2 separate regions of the Mus musculus genome follow, and region 1 is linked to region 2. The links are chromatin contacts, called in public HiChIP or PLAC-seq maps. All regions are on one chromosome and are shown on one strand. Each heading gives the region's core, a stretch centred on a gene start, on an enhancer-like site or on the middle of the called end of the contact. The rest is flanking DNA. Distances are from core to core; before and after follow the strand shown. Region 1 overlaps Tbccd1 (TBCC domain containing 1). Region 2 overlaps Etv5 (ets variant 5).

The links. HiChIP or PLAC-seq counts read pairs in DNA pulled down with a chosen protein or histone mark.
Region 1: an H3K27ac HiChIP or PLAC-seq map of SST interneurons shows a contact between it and region 2, with 5 times the contacts expected there. The contact joins two enhancer-like sites. A contact is called at or near these places in 2 of 39 promoter capture datasets (hippocampal neurons and pre-B cells), 1 of 15 datasets of contacts at CTCF or cohesin (the NIH/3T3 cell line), 1 of 484 Hi-C or Micro-C datasets (bone marrow-derived macrophages), 3 of 115 datasets of contacts at active chromatin or transcription factors (SST interneurons, astrocytes and bone marrow-derived macrophages) and 1 of 9 other capture datasets (liver).

The regions. Positions count from the first base shown.
Region 1 is chr16:22,819,521-22,822,220 of GRCm38.p6, forward strand. Tbccd1 (TBCC domain containing 1) reads right to left here. Exons shown (of 8, transcript NM_001081368.2): 6 at 2,562-2,700. Among named protein-coding and RNA genes, the nearest start is that of Crygs, 9.5 kb to the left of the region's middle. Within about 2 kb of position 1,436, at least 5 of the 459 cell types and tissues checked have an H3K27ac peak or open chromatin away from gene starts, as enhancers often do. A contact at or near this core is called in SST interneurons, where this site is marked.
Region 2 is chr16:22,387,996-22,390,695 of GRCm38.p6, forward strand. All of the region lies in intron 11 of Etv5 (ets variant 5), which reads right to left. Among named protein-coding and RNA genes, the nearest start is that of Etv5, 50 kb to the right of the region's middle. Within about 2 kb of position 1,281, at least 95 of the 459 cell types and tissues checked have an H3K27ac peak or open chromatin away from gene starts, as enhancers often do. A contact at or near this core is called in SST interneurons, where this site is marked.

The sequences.
Region 1 (2,700 bases), core at 186-2,685, 430 kb after region 2:
ACTCATTTAACTAAATGGCTTAACTTTATGGCAATATTAAAACAGTGTATTTGCTCTGCAGGAACTCTACTTCAAATGTGTGTGTGTTTCAGGCTAGTAATCAGCAATATGATACTTTTTAATGCTGAGCAGCACCTGTGAAGTGTAGGCCTGCACGTCAATGGTCAGGAGAGTGGATGTTCTTCAGTGCTCCCACTGCACAAGCAGTTGGTGGCTTAGGTACAGTTAAGGAATTTTTGGCTTACAATGAGTTTTGCTCTGGACATAACCCTAGTGTAAGCTAAGATGCACCTTTATTCCCAAAGTTACACTAGCTCCTTTTACAGTACTTCTAGAACCATTCCATGCTAGAATATAATTGCTTACCACATTCCAGACTCTACAAATCTCCCTAAACTTTCCACGTGTGTAAGAGAGTCTAGGCATTTAAATGGTGGAAACATTTATACAGTAAGTGTTCTAAAAATATTTTTTCAATGACGATCTCATTATACACTCTAATTCTATAACTGTACTATATGGTGTCATAGTAACTGAGAGGATAATAAGGACACAGAGACAGAGAAGCACCTCTGGAACAAGGCCAACAAGGTAGTACTTGAATCCTCTGTGACTAAGGAAAGTACTTAAATCTTAGATCTCTAGTCTTCATCTGCAACTGGGTACAGCAATTAGAAATAGTCAGTGAGTTAACAGAGTTGTTCAGATCAGTGCTTGGGACATTCTAAGTACTCGGTCTGTGATCCAGTGAACATCTCCATCGTTACTGATATCTTAGAGTGAAAACTTCCTATTCAGAAAGCTCTGAGTACAGTGAGGTCACCAATCTGCTGACATGGTTCATGAGGTGAGAGCCACATCCAGGGTTTATATAGGTAACTGTAGTACTTCTACACAGATCCCCAACTAAGGCATAAGTTGTTGATCATGTGTGTGTGTGTGTGTTTATTGTATATATAGGTATGAAGTATGATGTACACACACATACACCACACACACTGAGGGAGCTTAGATTGAGATTTACAAAAATAACTTGACCCTGTGCTCAAATGGAGAGAGAAGAAGTTACCCCCGCCGTGGGCTAGCACCATAGTATTCCTTTTCCTCTCTTGGACTCTCTAACAAATGAAATTTGTCCACCAACGTATTTGTAAAAAACGATTACTTATTTCAAGCACGGGTAATTTTAAGTTATTCACAGTGGTCTGCTGAGAAGAAAATTGGTTAATAAAAACTTACTAAGCTCAGACTCAATTTTTAGAATCCTTTTTCACATTCTCATCTTCACACACTTACACATGGAGCCTGGCCTGCTGCCCGAGTATTTCCATCCTCCCCGTCCTCCTCTCTGCTCTCCCCCAGACACTGAACCACAGTCTGACTGCCTATGTGCCAGCCCAGAGTTCTATTTAAGTCTGCCATGGCCTCTAGTGGAGAGTCTGTGTACCGCGGGACTTACAGACGCTCCTGAAAAAATGAACGCCATTCTGGGCTTCATCGCACAGCTTACAGCAAGCACTGCAAAGCTTCTACTGTGCAATTCTAGTGGGATGTTCGAGGCCTGATCATCAAAACACAGCATAATTTGACTCAGGTCACTTATCAAGCTTAGGGAGCACTGTGTTGCACCCCAAATCCTACCTTAGATTCTGCTTCTCAGATATCTGCTCCTCCACTACTCTCAGATATTCAGACTAGACCTCACTTGCTATGCAAAGTTCCCATTCTTCAGGACCCATTACAAATTCTATCTCCTTGACACATCTTCCTTAATTGTTCACACTGCTGTCTTTGGACTCTTTGTAAACTGCATGCCAGGTCTCTGGCTTCTGGAGTTCAAAGACCAATATCCTTTAAATAAAAACCTGGGCATAACATAATACTCACAGCTATGTGTTGTCCCATGCATGAAGTTTTTAAAAAGCCACTTTGGTGCCCCCTAAGTAGAATGAAACACAGTATTTTATACTGCAAATCTAGCTTTTAAAACCATACTTTCATCATTTCTCCCATTTTAGCATTGATTAAGGGAGTGAGTGACAAGAACTAGCAAGAATCAGTCTTGAAACAACCACCTTCAAGAACATGACTTGTAAGTCTGTGGTGTGGTGGGAAACCAGTGTACAAGAGGGTGCTAACAGCTAGGTTGTTAAGGCTGAACCACATCCCATTTTCTAGACAAGATTGCTTTAGTTCATGCAAATCTTATCTCTGCCAACTAAGTGTAAGCTGATTTTTATTGTGATGCTTACCACGTACTCCCTGCCACTAACCTGGAATTTGTGATCCTCCTGCCCCAAGCCTTTAGGTGCTGGGATCACAGGCTTGTGCCATAGAGCAATTTCAACTTCTTCAAGGATGGGAGCCTAATATCTGAGCACCTACCTTAGCATCTTCTAGCCACACAGCATCTAGAATGCTAACCTGGGACTCAAGCCCTGAGAAAGGATGAACAGGTCATTTTAATTTGTGTGGCTGGATACTATAGACTATCGAAATTAATTTGTCTTCCCATCAAGTGTTGCACAAATGGCAAAACACTGACTCTAGAAGACACTTACTTTGTCAAACGAGCCTCCTTCACAGTTTTCTGCCAGATATGTATGCTCTCTTCTCTTTGAGCCAGTGCTTTCTGGTAGGCAGAGGGGAGACCCCCAGGTATCTCTGCTGTGTCCCCTTCCATCTCAAAGGGAATAACAA
Region 2 (2,700 bases), core at 31-2,530:
CTCGCAATCTTCCCTCCTCTGCTTCCAGGTGTTTGATCATATGCACCATCAAGCCCAACTCGCTCTTTTGAGACGCACGCATGCACACACATGCACACACATGCACACTGCCAAAGACAAAAGCCAAAGGTTAAACGTGGAGGTATGTGGAAAGACAACAGCAGTCCACATCAACTATTTCGATGCAGTGACAGAAATGCCTCCTGATTTCAGGACTCTTGAAGGACCTCTTCCAAATACCAGAGACGACCTGAGATGGAAGAACTCATCTGGCCTCATTATACCAGAGCAACCCACTAGCCAGGCTTCTACTACTCTGCCCTCCGAGAAATCTTATGCAACTTTAATTTCCACTTTTTTTTTTTAAAGTGTGTCTCGGGTAACCACAAATCTTGGTCTCCCAGAGTTCCATCCTTCATCATTCAAGTCTATCTTCAAGAAAAGCCCAAAAGGCAAAACCTAGCAAAACCGAAATCCTGGTTAGAGGTCATTTTTATTTGAAACAGGGTCTTATTGTGTAGTTGTATTGGTAGCTGGCCTGGAATGTCCTATGTAGCCCAGGCTGGTTTCAGGTAGCCCAGTCTTAGCCTCTGGGGTGCTGGGATTAAAGGTGTGTGCCAACGTGCCCCTTGAAGGTAAATTTTTTTTTTAAAAGAGGACCTTTATCATAAAGGGATATTAGATTTTGTCACAGGCCCTTCCTATAGCTAATTAAATGATCATGTGGTTTCTGTCTTTGAGTCTATTCATGTGATAAGTTATATTTATTGATTTATTTGTGTTGAACCATTTCTGGAATGGTTCTTCATAGTAGTGGGTGATCTTTTTGATGTTTTCTTTTTCTTTTTAAAATAGATTTACTTATTATTTTATCTAAGTACACTACTGTAGCTGTCTTCAGACACACCAAAAGAGGGAGGTTGTGAGCCACCATGTGGTTGCTGGGATTTGAACTCAGGACCTCTGCAAGAGCAGTCAGTGCTCTTAACCACTAAGACATCTCTCCAGCCCCAAAGGTAAATATTTTAAATCAATGGAAATATATTGCTAATAAGAAAAACCTGCAGACAGGGTGGACAGCAACCACAATCTGAAACTCACTGCCAACTAGTCTGCCCCCGGAGTGACAGGAACATCACGGCAGCTGCCAGTCTCTTTACTCCACTCTGTGGTAGAAAACAATTTTGCCTAGTCTTCGGCTTGAGTGGTGACCTCTCCGCTGTCAGCGCTTACTGGAGAGGTTTTGTGTATGTGCAGATCTCAAAGCTGCTCTGGTAGCTATGGTTACTGACTCATCCACCAGGCCGGTGCCCTATGATTCAGTGGCCTCACCATTGCGCTCCCTCTATAGCAACGTGTGATGAGCTGGAGACTCAGGCAGTCCCTATTTGGTGGTAGGAGGAGCAGGCGAGAGAGCACACTGCCAGCTCACTCCTTTCCGCTTCCTAAGTTAGAGAATGTACATTTTGGGAGCTGAGGCTAGAGGGGGAGGGGATGAGGGAGGGACAACAGGGGACTCACCTATTCCTCTTCAAAGAGCAAGCACGCAGTCACAGAACAAGGAGAGGCTCTTTCTAGCAACACCAGCTTTTAAAACCTCCCATGGCATCACTGATCTGCCACACGTTCAACATACAACCCTGTCCCCCTCTCCCCCCAATATTCACATTGATTCACAGTTAAAATGGCTCCAGATTAAAGCCGAGTCAGTCATAATTGAGAGGGTGCGAAGCTGGATGACTATCAAAAGACATTTGATTAGGGGGCCTGCCAAAACGCAGTTCTAAAACCACAATTTCCATGCACAGTGTAATGGATATTATGGATAATTACCCAGAGTGCACTACTCAGCCACACAGCTGCCTACAATTACATCCCCAACAGCTTCCTCCTCTGCTTCACCCTTTAAGTTCCCCCACGACAACTTCTTAACAGCTTTTCCCCAGGAGTTGGTGGTATCTTTCTGACATGAACAAGGACAGGGTCCTCACCACTATACAAAGAGCAGCAGGAGAAAATGCACACATCGTACAGGCCAAGGCTAAGGGCTCCAAAGACTGTAAAGTGCCCCGTATGAAGCTCAAAAATGAATCTCAGTGTCCAAAAGGGGGGGGGGGGAGAGCAGCCGCTAAAGAAACAAGGCTGGTGGGAGGGAGGATGGTTCAGTGGGCAGAGGCACCAGGAGGCATCTCCTGGATCTTGATGGGGAGAATTCACTCCTGTGGGCTGCAACACATGCAGACTTACTGAGCCATCCCCACAATGAAAATGCAATAGTGATGATGACGATGATGATAACAGCCATAATAACGCTACTCAATCAACAGAGAGAGAGGCTCAGGGCCATCATAGGCTTCACATGTGACTTGAAGCCACTTGGTATTTAGGAGCATTCTGCGTTAATAGTAGCTCCTTCATTAAGTAAGAAAGCAGGAGCCCTCTGCCATATGTTCACCCTTTCCCTTACCGCTGGCAGGAGAGTGGAAGATTCAGTAACAGCCTTACAGAGGCTCATAACCAGGTTTACCTGCAGCTGGACAGCCTGCGCTCAGGCCCCAGGCGGTGGCAATAAAGTCATAAAAGCTCCTGTTTGTGGAATGAGATCAATCAATAAGGGCTGCCCACAAAACAGGCTTACTTTCCTTTCAAAAGGCCTCGATGAGTCAAGCAAGGTACTATTCTATCGCTGAGCCTCACGTG